2 separate regions of the Zea mays genome follow, and region 1 is linked to region 2. Evidence: chromatin contacts called from public Hi-C data. All regions are on one chromosome and are shown on one strand. The core of a region is the stretch at or near the end of the contact, and the rest is flanking DNA. Distances in the headings are between cores, read along the strand shown. Region 1 holds the start of LOC103635013 (tRNase Z TRZ3, mitochondrial). Region 2 holds the start of LOC100280177 (ribosome S8 superfamily protein).

Region 1 (6,920 bases), core at 3,419-5,918, 160 kb after region 2:
TCAGGTGAGGTTTTAACAAAAGAGATGCTTGACTTTGGCTTTCTCTCTCTTTTCTTTAATATAATGATACGTAACTCATAGAAGTAGTGGATGAACATTACAATTCAATTTGGTATAGAATATATTAAAATGAACAACTTTGCTTTAGTTGAATGCCTAAACTGACAAATGCCCTTTCAAATTTGAATTAACTTTCCTCCCAAATAAAATACTAAAGCATCGAGTCTTTGGTCAAATGTATATGTGACCATTTTGAATAAAGTTGATGAAAAATATGGTAGGCTCAAATGTTAACCTATAATGACATTTAAAAGAAAATTGTTCGTAAAGCAATTAAAAAGATTTGACTCACAATTAAAGCTCATTTTCAGAGGTATTCTTCGAGCACCCAAGCCATAAAGGGACCAAAAGACATGCGTCAATGAACACTATTAAGGGTGCCCTCGCTCAAGAGGAATTTTATTACCGGCAACTCGCATTGATAATAAAAAAACAAATCCTTTAAGTCTAAAGCAAGTTGGGTGGGGTTAAGTGTAGGAACAACCACAATACATCGATCTCAACAGTTCAACTAATGCCATGATAAAGGTCTAACATATTACCTTAATGGGTCAATCATCAACATCAAGAGAATAGCCCTCATGACTTCATGAGTAGAGAAAACATGTGCTTCTCTGATGTTAAATAGCAATGAAGATAGCTAGCAAGAAGTGTTTAGTTAGATGTCATACTATGAATAAAAGGTCCAATTATGTGCAACGTAAAGTGTACAGTCGAATACATTATTGACTGCAGAATATCCTTTAGCAAGTTAGAAATTAACCAACAGTGCTCAAATTAGACTACATGATATCAAATATAAAAACTCGAGCATGACAACATTAATGGTAAATCTTTGTATACTGATAAAAATGTTGTAACATCTTGGTACCAACCCGAGGATTATCTAAAAGGTACACAAAATTGCTGACCTGACTAAGGAGCTTTGCCTTGTATATTGTGGAGAAAACTATCTCATGTATGGGCTTTATTTTGTATTTCTCCCAGTATGGTGTTCTTGGGGCTTCCTTTGTCTTGTATTGACTTTCTTCTACAAGATATATCCAAATTGCTAGTAACATTAATATCAAATAAAATGAGCGAAACAGGTAAGATGGACAGAAAATGCACATCCAAGTAAAGACGGATTGGTGCAGAAATTATATGTTATTTAGCTAGTTATACTTCTGATGGAACTTCAAAATAAAATAAAATAAAATAAAATAAAATAAAATAAAATAGTTCATCATATACATCAAATGAAATAGTTATCACACATTTGTACCATAGTTGAATTTGAATATTACTCTGTTAGTCTCCTTATCAATCAAAGGAATATGTGAAGGTTGGCTTATTTTAGCCATATACCTGTTGTAGCTAATAAACATAATGAACAAAAAGGTGGAATACTGCCAACAAAGAAATGGGTGTGCTTTGCCATGAAATAAGGTCATGTTGTCTTTTGATAGACCTTTCTTTTTCTTCAGATTTACAAATCAAAAGCGATAGAATAATAGACCAAAATGGTACAATGATTGCCAACTCAGGTCTCACTATGATCATGGTCATAATGCTTGAATCTAATGGATTAAAAACAAAGTCGTCTATCATTCATGCTAGCGATAGTATATGCGCCCATGGTTAGTGGAATTCTATTCAAATCAACTTTCAGAAACAATATAAGTTTTGCATGGCAAGTCAGAAAATAGATCAAGAAAGGAACTAGGTATGTGTATACCTAAGGAAGTGATTAATATTTATGAACATTTTTTGCACGATTTGAATATATTCAGTGTTCTTACACATTATGCATCTGACGTGGATAATATCCTCGTAGTCAGAAATAAAAAATGATCATTTTTTAAAGAAGAAATACCATTATACAATATCATGTAGGGGATGTAGACTGCTTACCCCTACCCACTTGCACCTCATTGCGACATCTCTTACTATCATGTTCGGTATCACTGCTCCTATCTTGATATACTTCATGCCTTGTTCTTGAACATATCTAAGAGTTTTTCATGATTGTACACAAAAGAAAACAAAGGGAAATATTTTAGCAGTGAGTTAAATGGATCCAAACTTCAACAAGTGATAGAAAAACTCTGTGGCAACATCGTTCAGATAATCTGTATCCATTGAACATAGCACTAAGACAAAAAATTGATAATAAAGAAAAAAATTCTGAAAGGAACATAATTACAAAACAATATGTATGCATATGATAGTTGAGATAGCTTACTTCTCCATGCCATCGCTCATAATTTCAATGTCAACATGTGTCTAGTCAGTAGCTAGCGGTCCACCATATTTGAGGTTCTGCTAGGAATTTGTTGCCATATTAGATGAACCAGTGGAAACAACCACTGAAGGTGTGCCGTGGAGGTGGCAGCGACAAGCGTAGCAGGGGGACAGGGGAGTGTCGTGGCACAGGACTGGGGGTGGGACGGAGGCGAGCTAGGAGATGGGGTCAGAGAGGACGAGAAGGTGGATGTTTGAGGCAAAGGGGACAGAGGTGGGGTCATGGACGACGGCGGCGAGGAGGAAGGGAGCCAGCGAACGAGGTTAACGGAGGAGGCGAACGGCGCCCGACCATGGCGGTGGAGAAGGAGGGGGGTTTTGCGAGTGCGTAGGGGGAGACAGAAATAGAGTTGACCACGATGGGCGCAGACACGTTGCTGCCAAGCGGCGGCGGCACGGAGACAGGGAGCATACGAGGGAGTCGCCCTCTCACTCGTGAACGGGAGCGAGACAGGGGCAAGCTGGAAGATAGGGTCGGAGAAGGAGAGAAGGGGGATGTGGGAGACGAAGGGGATGGAGGTGGGGTCGTGGCTAACGGCGGTGACGACGAGGAGTAATGGAGCCAGCGGACGAGGTCGACGGAGGAGGCGAGCGGGGCCCGACCATGGTGGTGGAGATAGAGGAGGGGGGGTCTGGCGAGCATGTATGGGGAGATGGAGATAGAGAATCGACACGCTGAGCCTCCGGCTTCGTGAAACGCGAGGAAGGTGGACGCAACGAACGGTCCGCTCTGCCGAGATGAATGGAAAATTTCAGGTCCAACAGGTTCGTACATGCGTCAGTCCCGGGATGGGCAAAGCCCCGTGAAACGCGGACATGCCTCGAATTCCTAGTGGCTTTTAACAAGAAGTAATTCCCATAGTGAAATCCTCCACCATTCCCATCAAATCTAACTCGATAACCTCCCAACATGACATGTAAAAAGGTAAATTAAACCCATTTGGGTTTGACGTTGAGTCCATTTTCATGTCAAAGACTATCCTTTTAACTTACTCCTTGGTCTATTGATCCTTCTACTCTCATCCCACACTAGTTCGCTGAGATAGATATTTATGGTTTCTTGTCTTCCAAACTGCATCACATTAGATCGAAAGTACCACTAAATTGTCTTCAGTGGATTGTATAAAATAGGAGACACATGACACTGTTTATAAAAATAAAGTTTAAAATACAGGATACGTGAGCGGCTGAAGGCGATCTAATAGCGTTTGGTTGAAGAGCCAAGTAGAACGGAGCCGTTCTGTCCCACTTTTGTTGTTGTTTGGTTACAAAGTAACTAGAACGTAGTGGCTCCAATTAGGGAATATTCTCCTTAGATCTGGAACCATCCCACTCCAAAAAATCAATGGGACGAAGCCGCTCCGTTCCCAGCCCGCTCGCATAGCTCGTCCTCCCTTCCATGCGCAGCAGCTCGCACGCCTCCCTCTGCAACCAAACAAAAAACAGAGCCGCTCTGTTCCAGTTCACTCTGCAACCAAACAAAAAACAGAGACACTCCGTTCTAGCTTACCAAACACAGAACATAGCGGCTCCGTTCCTAGAATCAGAGATGGAACGGCTCCGTTCTACTTGACTCCTCAATCAAACACTAGCTAAGAACATAGAGTTGAGCCGTGCTAGTGTTGTTGTTTTGCGGGATCAGACTTTGGACCATCTAGAAAGTATAGTTCATGTGGCCATCTATAAACCGAGGTTTGATGGGATGGTCTGCAGACTGCATGAGGAGTATAGTTCGTGTGGCCATCTATAAACCGAGGTTTGATGGGATGGTCTGCAGACTGCAAGAGGCAAAAAGATATGAGAAAAAAAGAAACCTAAACTACCTGTGTCTCCTGCGTGATGGTGGTGCCGTGGTTAGGGGTGGATATCGAGTTGGCTCGGCTCGGCTCGGCTCGACTCGACTCGAGCTGGCTCGTTAAGATAATAAGTTGGCTCGGCTCGACTCGTTATGTTAACGAGCTAAAGATCTAGCTCGACTCGACTCGTTTGCCAACTCGAGCTAGCTCGTTTAGCTCGCGAGCCAGCTCGATAATATCATATCTAGTGTCTACGAACGGATATAAAAACATGTAGCAAAAGAAAAAGAGGAGATCTATTTAGAAAAAAAGAATAGAGTTTGTAACTTAAGATTCCACACTCAACAAAGAACAAGATTAACTATAGTAGAGTACAAGATTAACTATTTTGGATTAGAGATTATTGTGATTTGACTAATTACTCTAACTCATTTGGCTCGCGAGTCAGTTCGAGCTGGCTCGTTATCATAACGAGTTGAAATACAAGCCCATCTCGTTACAAATTATAAACGAGTCGAGTCGAGCTACTATCGAGTCGAGTGGATCGAGTTAACGACGTACGAGTTTTTCGTCGAGCCTAGCCGTGGTGCCCTCTCGCGCGGGTCGCGGCCCCCCAAACCCCGCCCGCCGCCGCCGAAATAAAACCGGCACACCTCTGTAGCACGCGCGAGCCATGCCGCAGGTGGCCGCCCCTCTCCGCCTCCTCCTCCCCCTCTCCCAAACCCTAGCAGCCCCCGCGCCTCTCCTCCACCACTCGCGCCGCCTCCTCTCCTCCTGCCCTGCTTCATTAAGCCGCGCCGCTGGCCTCCGCGCCCTCGCCTACCGCCGCCGCCGGCACACCGAACCTCGCCGCGGGACCAGCACGCTCGGGAAGGCTCCCGCCAAGGAGGAGATGGACAAGGAGGTGGCTTTCAACAGGAAGCGGGCCGAGGGGAAGGACGGAGGGAAGCGCGGCAGCATGGAGCTCAAGACCCGCAGGCTCAACCCCGTCAACACCACATGCTACGTGCAGGTGAGGGCATCACTGACTTGTGGATTCTTTCTGCTTGGCGCCATTTTACGTCAACTTTCTGATTCAAATCACTAGTATACCTAGTTTGGGGTTTATTCGAGGAGAGATTGGACCATGTGTGCAATTATAAATACCGTGGATTAGTAGTTCCAGAGGCCACATTTGCGTCTGTTAGCCTAACATTGCTAGGCATGAACCAGATACAATCCCAAACTGTTCTCATGGGAAGAGTAGAGGTAGCATACAAAGAATCCAAAGCCAAACCATAGGCCATCTAGTATTTAACTTATTTTTTGGTAAACAACTATCATTATTTAAACGTATTCTGTTGAATGGTGCAGAATTTACAACAAAGATACATCATCGACACACTCAGTCAATAATAACCATAAAAATCCACCCTAATCTCTGAGATTATATTGTAATAATGTGTAAAATATGCACTCAATAACCCCAGCTGCTGGCCTGGCCTTATGCAGCTGTCCCATTGGTGAATCACTGCATTGGTTGAACCAAATAATTAGTGTGGGGGCAATTTCTTCCCTTGAACTAGTTCATGAGTGCAGGAACTGTTGTTCTTTTGGTTTTCATTCAATCTCACTCCCCTTTGTTATTCCTGCGCAGATACTTGGTACAGGAATGGACACACAGGACACTTCACCTTCTATTCTACTATTCTTTGACAAACAAAGGTTTATTTTTAATGCGGGCGAGGTAGGTTCTGCTGTGATCTGGTTCCTATAATTTTTTCAGAACAAGCTAATAATTGGTTGTTGCCTAAAAAATAGCACACAATTGTAGTTAGCTGAAAAGAGAATTTTATTTGTTTCTCTTTTGTGAGGTGTTGCAGAAAGCATTTTGAAAACCATGGTCTTATGCTGAGCTGCAGCCAATATAAGATTCAACTTAAAGATCTGGAGAAAGTTCATCTTGCTTTTGCCATTTTGTGCCGATTAAACTCAAATCTTGCCATCTGACAGGGTCTTCAACGTTTCTGTACTGAACACAAGATAAAACTATCAAAGGTATGTTATTCGAAGTTTCGAACTCCCTCCACCATGGATAATCTGTTTTTGAATTTCTTACATCCTAATCTTATACTGTAAAAATACTAACTTGCTTACGAAACAATCTCTCGCTTCCCAGATCGACCATATCTTCTTGACCCGCGTCTGCTCAGAAACTGCAGGGGGGCTCCCAGGTATTCTTTCTAAAACCTTCTTCTGTACCATCTAACATGATTAATTTGGTTCACTTGATGTAATGATATTTACATCATCATGACATAGCCTTTTGTATTATGGTATATTGTAGGCCTGGTGCTAACTCTAGCAGGAATTGGAGATGAGGGCATGTCGGTGAGTTGACATGGTTTCTTTTTCTGTGTTTTCTGTCAACAGATGCATTTATGCATCCAATATTAAAAGTGTTTCAACCAACTAACTGTAGTTGTCTTCCTGCTATCTTGAAAACAGGTGAACATATGGGGGCCTTCTGATCTTGACTTTTTAGCTGGGGCAATGAGATCTTTTATCCCAAATAGAGCAATGCTTCACACACATAGCTTTGGTGCTGATCGAAATGCATCTTCACCACAATCTACAGACTCCGTTATTGTTCTTGATGATGAAGTAGTTCGGGTATCTGCAATGTTTGTCAAACCAAAATACAATAATGGAACTGGTAGTTCAAACGATAGTGACATGAAGCCTGGTGATACTGCTATAGTATATGCCTGTGAGTTGCCAGAAATTAAGGGAAAGTTTGAC
Region 2 (6,780 bases), core at 927-3,426:
CAAATCGCAGTTAACAACAAGAAAAGCTCCTGTCCACCTGATTTTGATCGGTTTCAGATTACCATATGAAAGCAGTGCCTAGCACACTACCTTACACCAATAAAGTCAGCATCAAAAAGTTATATGGACTAAAGGACCTGTTTGTATCGCATAAATCAAAACCAATATCTGAAAATCGAAACAGACAGGGCTCTCGCAGGTACATCTCATAAAAATCCCAATTTCTGAAATACATGACACATCGCTGTCTTAACAAACCACAAAGGCTCGGACACCCAGTCTTAACAAACCTCAAAACATCAGACGAGTTCTTGGACGCATCTGTGGCTCAAAAAAACACATTTTCAATAAAAGAAACCTAGAACCTTGCCACCAACATTCTTACGGCGGGCCTCCTCATGGTCCATAATTCCAGCAGAAGTTGTTAGGACGATGTAGCCAAACTACACCAGTCAAAGAGGCACAGTTAGCACTGGGGTCAAAGTGTACAGACAAACTCTAATCAGATTTTGTAGAGACAGCAGCCTGGACTAACCTGGCGAGATGGAAGAAGCCTCGCCGTCCATCCCTCGATCTCCTTAACACCTACATCAAAACGTGGGCTAATAACACCACATTTATTCAGTCTTCCATTCAGCTCCACCACGATCTTCCCAGCTCTGTGGTCATCCACGTACTCGAACTCGCCAATGTAACCTAATATAGAACAATAATAATCAGGGGCGTATCCTCAGAATGAAGCAATTCAAATGGGCATAAGGTTGAGGAGGGCTAACCATGGCGCTGCATGACCGTCAGGAACTTGATGATCACCTTGGATGACGGCCTGATCATGACCTGACGTTTCCCTATCTTTTCAGCATTGTACATGGACTTGAGAGCATCATTGAGCACGCTGACCCTCACCATGCTGTCCTTTTACCTGAACAAAGAGATACAGTTGTAAGGGTCTCATGCCAGACACAGACAAGAATATCAGAGGAAACAGCCATTTGCATTTATGTAACACAACCAAAGGTACAAGTAACCATGCCGCTACATCAATGAAAAACAATGTAAAGGTTTGCTTGTTTAGTACAAACATTCATCTAACGAAAAAGACTCATCTGGTGCTATACTAAAAATCATGTAAATAAATGCATTCTAAAGGAGATACCAAGCTTAACCACATGACCTATACAGTTGAAAGTTAGTACTCAGAAGAAAGGTAACAAAATAGTACGTACAAAGCCAGACCAATGTATGAGACAACGTAAGGCTAATAACAGGATATCCATGATATCGGCTCTAGTGGTTGTAAACTACTCATCACATGTGTATTAGTTCGTTTCATCAATGAGATCGTGCAGGATAAAGCTTTAGTTCATAAACAACATACCATTAAATTAACACTAGCAGTATTCCACACCCTTCATCGTCTAGTTTGCAATTAGTCTGCTTTGATCAACAAGAACTAGATCCTGAAGAATGCCCCATCTAATTACCACAGCTAAATTGATATTATAATAAGCAGTCTTGTGCCGGGTCTAATCTAACCTACAAAACAGCTGACCAGCAAGCACCCAACCGGTGCCTAATGCAGACCGACAACCAAAGTACGGTATCTCTCAGCATCAAACACCTACATCATGATGTACTTGTTCGCTAACTAAGTATATAGCCTCCCTGGACATTCCATCAGGACAGCATATCAGTATTGCAAGACAAGCTTCACGGATAATGCACAAGCAGAACACACTATTACAAGAGACGCTTCACGGATCATGCAAAAACAGAACACACAGAAAACAATACAGAGTAACAGCCTCGCACAGGAGCATCGGGAATCAATACAAGCAATCACGTCAAAGCAGAAGGCGCATGAAAAGCAACCGCAATTCCCACAAATCCTGCAAGGACGCAGCTACCACGATTTGTGGGGAGAAGAATGTGAAGCCTAGTTCCTAGTTTGAGCACGCATGGGGCAGAGGGGATAAATCATGAAGCCGACGAGGTGCGTGCGACGACACCGTCGTCCTCCATCGCTAGACCCATCCGCAGCACCTGCCCCGCTCTACTAGCTCATCGCGAAACCAAACAAAAGCGGATCTGATACTGATACAGTTCATGGGTGGAGGGAAAGGAACGTGGAGACTAACCTCGACGGACGGCAGGACCGAGAGGAGGGCGCAGCGGCGGCGGGGGGCTCTGGAAGCAGATGCGATTAGGGTTTTTGCCCAGCGGAAGCGACAGGCGGTGCATCTTATATTGCAATCGGCCTGGTGGACGCAGGCAGCACAGACACAAGCCTTGCTGGGCCAAGTCACCGTCCAGCAAGCTCAAAAAATCCCATGGGCTGTCCAGCAAGCCGAAGAATCACAACCCAACTTGACAGATAGAAAAGTTGGCCCGGCCGACCTATGTGCTCACTGCTCAGGGCTCAGCGTGACCGGCTCTGTTACTCTGTAAGTAGTACCAAGGCTAAATTCGGCCTGGGCGGGCCCGCTTGTCGGCCTGATCGGCCTCTCCAACGCTGTCATCGCTCCATCGTACCTTTAGTTGTTTAATAACTTAAATGAGTTAAGGGACAAACAAACATCACAGATTACTAGGTATATGCCCGTGCGTTGCAACGGGTTATACTAATGCAGGCATAGGTCATTGTTTAGTGAGGTAATCAATCGACAGGGTGACACTTGTGTATGTATAGGTCATTGTTTAGTGATGTTATCAACCAAACTTCATGTGTCGGGTCGACATGCGAGGGAGGTGACATTGGGAGGTAGGCTCGGGGGGCGGGTGTGTGGGACCGCGAATTGCATCGGGAGGCAGATTGGAGGGCGTTAGGTGGATGGAGGCCACGACATGTGGAACGTGGCGCGGTTAGAGCGAGAGGCGGGAAGAGGTGGAGGAGGCCGGGTGCGGACAGTTCTGCCAAAGTGGCCTTAGGCGAGTCGTGACTGCGTCTGCTACTCGAGCTTGGCCTCGGATGAGTCGTGATTGTGTCTGCTGCCCGGGCTTGGCCTCGGATGAGTCGTGACTGCCTGTCCCGCTCGGGCTTGGCCTCAGACGAGTCGTGATTATGTCTCTCGCTCGAGGGTGTCCTCAGGCGAGTCGTGACTGCGTCTCCCACCGGGCTTGGCCTTGGGCGATTCTTGACAGCCTCTCCCGCCCGAGAGTGGTCTCGAGCGAGTCATGACTGTGTATCCCACCGGAGGATGGCCTCGGGCGAGTTGTGACTACTTGTCTTGCCGGAGGTTGGCCTTGGGCCAGTCGTGACTGTCTATCCCACTCGTAGATGGCCTCGAGCGAGTCATTACTGCCTGTCCCGCCCGCGGATGGCCTCAGGCGAGTTGTGACTATCTGTCCCACCTGAGGATGGCCACGGACGAGTCGTGACTATGTCTCCCGCCAGGGGTTGCCCTTGGGCGGGTCATGACTGCATGTCCCACCCGAGGGTGGCCTCAGGCGAGTCGTGACTGATTGTCTAGCCAGGGCTTGACCTCGGTTGAGTCGTGACTGCATCTCCCGTTGGGGGTTGGCCTCGTGAAAGTCGCCTAGAGGGGGGGTGAATAGGGCGAAACTGAAATTCTCAAAAATAATCACAACTACAAGCCGGGTTAGCGTTAGAAATATAAACGAGTCCGCGAGAGAGGGAGCAAAACAAATCGCAAGCAAATGAAGAGTGTGACACGCGGATTTGTTTTACCGAGGTTCGGTTCTTGCAAACCTACTCCCCGTTGAGGAGGCCACAAAGGTCGGGTCTCTTTCAACCCTTCCCTCTCTCAATCGGTCCCTCGGACCGAGTGAGCTTCTCTTCTCAAATCACTTGGGAATCAAACTTCCCGCAAGGGCCGCCACACAATTGGTGCCTCTTGCCTCAATTACAAGTGAGTGTTTGATCGCAAGAAAGAATGCGAAAGAAAAGAAGCGATCCAAGCGCAAGAGCTCAAATGAACACTACAAATCACTCTCTCTAGTCACTAGGGCTTTGAATGAAGTTGGGAGAGGATTTGATCTCTTTTGGTGTGTCTTGCAATGAAAGCTAGCTCTTGTAAGGTGGTTGGAAGGTGAAAACTTGGATGCAATGAATGGTGGGGTGGTTGGGGTATTTATAGCCCCAACCACCAAAAGTGGCCGTTGGGAGGCTGTCTGTTCGATGGCGCACCGGACAGTCCGGTGCACACCGGACAGTCCGGTGCCCCCTGCCACGTCATCACTGCCGTTGGATTCTGACCGTTGGAGCTTCTGACTTGTGGGCCCTCCAGGGTGTCCGGTGCACACCGGACATGTACTGTTTGCTGTCCGGTGTGCCAGCATGGGCGATTCTGACTCCTGTGCGCGCTGCGCGCGCATTTATTGCTCCGCAGAGAGCCGTTGGCGCGGAGATAGCCGTTGCTCCGGAGTCGCACCGGACAGTCCGGTGCACACCGGACAGTCCGGTGAATTATAGTGGACTAGCCGTTGGAGTTTCCCGAAGCTGGCGAGTTTCTGAGGCCGACCTCCCTTGGCGCACCGGACACTGTCCGGTGTACACCAGACAGTCCGGTGAATTATAGCCGAGTCGCCTCCAGAAATTCCCGAAGGTGGCGAGTTTGGGTCTGAGTTCCCCTGGTGCACCGGACATGTCCGGTGGCACACCGGACAGTCCGGTGCGCCAGACCAGGGGTGCCTTCGGTTGCCCCTTTGCTCCTTTGTTGAATCCAAAACTTAGTCTTTTTATTGGCTGAGTGTGAACCTTTTACACCTGTATAATCTATACACTTGGGCAAACTAGTTAGTCCAAAGATTTGTGTTGGGCAATTCAACCACCAAAATTATATAGGAACTAGGTGTAAGCCTAATTCCCTTTCAATCTCCCCCTTTTTGGTGATTGATGCCAACACAAACCAAAGCAAATATAGAGGTGCATAATTTGAACTAGTTTGCATAATATGAGTGCAAGGTTGCTTGGAATTGAGCCAATATAAATACTTACAAGATATGCATGGATTGTTTCTTTCATTTTTAACATTTTGGACCACTTTTGCACCACATGTTTTGTTTTTGCAAATTCTTTTGTAAGTCCATTTCAAAGATCTTTTGCAAATAGTCAAAGGTAAATGAATAAGAGTTTGCAAAGCATTTTCAAGATTTGAAATTTTCTCCCCCTGTTTCAAATGCTTTTCCTTTGACTTAATAAAACTCCCCCTAAATGAGATCCACCTCTTAGTGTTCAAGAGGGTTTTGATATATCATTTTTGAAATACTACTTTCTCCCCCTTCTTGAACATAATAGAATACCAATTGAAAATACTCTTTGAAAAACTAAGTTTTTGAAATTGGTGGTGGTGCGGTCCTTTTGCTTTGGGCTCATACTTTCTCCCCCTTTGGCATGAATCGCCAAAAACGGAATCATTGGAGCCCATGAAGTACTATCTTCCCCTTTGGTCATAATTAAATGAGTTAAGATTATACCAAAGACGAAGTCCGGTCCTTTTGCTTTGGGCTCTTACTCTCTCCCCCAAAGACAAGGTCCTTTTCTTGGAGCGATGGCGAAGGATGAGTTACGGAGTGGAAGCCTTTGTCTTCGCCGAAGACTCCAATTTCCTTTCAATACACCTATGACTTGGTTTGAAATACACTTGAAAAACACATTAGTCATAGCATATGAAAGAGATATGATCAAAGGTATATAAATGAGCTATGTGTGCAAGTTAGCAAAAGAAATTCCTAGAATCAAGAATATTGAGCTCATGCCTAAGTTTGGTAAAAGTTTGTTCATCAAGAGGCTTGGTAAAGATATCGGCTAATTGATCTTTAGTGTTAATATAAGAAATCTCGATATCTCCCTTTTGTTGGTGATCCCTAAGAAAATGATACCGAATGGCTATGTGCTTAGTGCGGCTATGCTCGACGGGATTGTCGGCCATTTTGATTGCACTTTCATTATCACATAGCAAAGGGACTTTGGTTAATTTGTAACAGTAGTCCCGCAGGGTTTGCCTCATCCAAAGCAATTGCGCGCAACAATGACCTGCGGCAATGTACTCGGCTTCAGCGGTGGAAAGAGCGACCGAATTTTGCTTCTTTGAAGCCCATGACACCAAGGATCCTCCCAAGAACTGGCAAGTCCCTGATGTGCTCTTCCTATTAATCTTACACCCCGCCCAATCGGCATCCGAATAACCAATCAAATCAAAAGTGGATCCCCGAGGGTACCAAAGTCCAAACTTAGGAGTATAAGCCAAATATCTCAAGATTCGTTTGACGGCCGTAAGGTGGGATTCCTTAGGGTCGGATTGGAATCTTGCACACATGCAAACGGAAAGCATAATGTCCGGTCGACATGCACATAAATAAAGCAATGAACCAATCATCGACCGGTATACCTTTTGATCCACGGACTTACCTCCCGTGTCGAGATCGAGATGCCCATTTGTTCCCATGGGAGTCTTGATGGGCTTGGCTTCCTTCATTCCAAACTTGGTTAGAATGTCTTGAGTGTATTTGGTTTGACAAATGAAGGTGCCCTCTTGGAGTTGCTTTACTTGGAATCCTAAGAAATACTTCAACTCCCCCATCATAGACATCTCGAATTTCTGTGTCATGATCCTACTAAATTCTTCACATGTAGATTCGTTAGTAGACCCAAATATAATATCATCAACATAAATTTGGCATACAAATAAGTCATTTTCAAGAGTTTTAGTAAAGAGTGTAGGATCGGCCTTGCCGACTTTGAAACCATTAGCAATAAGGAAATCTCTTAGGCATTCATACCATGCTCTTGGGGCTTGCTTGAGCCCATAAAGCGCCTTA

The links. A called contact is a pair of places that touch in the nucleus more often than the background predicts.
Region 1: a contact with region 2 is called in a Hi-C map of ear, with 1.7 times the contacts expected there. The contact joins the promoter of LOC103635013 here to the promoter of LOC100280177 in region 2. A contact is called at or near these places in 2 of 25 Hi-C or Micro-C datasets (ear and tassel).

What each region holds. Positions count from the first base shown.
Region 1 is chr8:29,484,530-29,491,449 of Zm-B73-REFERENCE-NAM-5.0, forward strand. It overlaps LOC103635013 (tRNase Z TRZ3, mitochondrial), which reads left to right and starts at 4,669. Exons shown (of 12, transcript XM_008657582.4): 1 at 4,669-5,151; 2 at 5,776-5,865; 3 at 6,132-6,176; 4 at 6,298-6,352; 5 at 6,466-6,509; 6 at 6,627-6,920. The coding sequence starts at 4,813.
Region 2 is chr8:29,326,772-29,333,551 of Zm-B73-REFERENCE-NAM-5.0, forward strand. It overlaps LOC100280177 (ribosome S8 superfamily protein), which reads right to left and starts at 2,177. Exons shown (of 3, transcript NM_001153109.1): 1 at 777-2,177; 2 at 536-696; 3 at 126-443. The coding sequence starts at 909. The coding sequence ends at 345.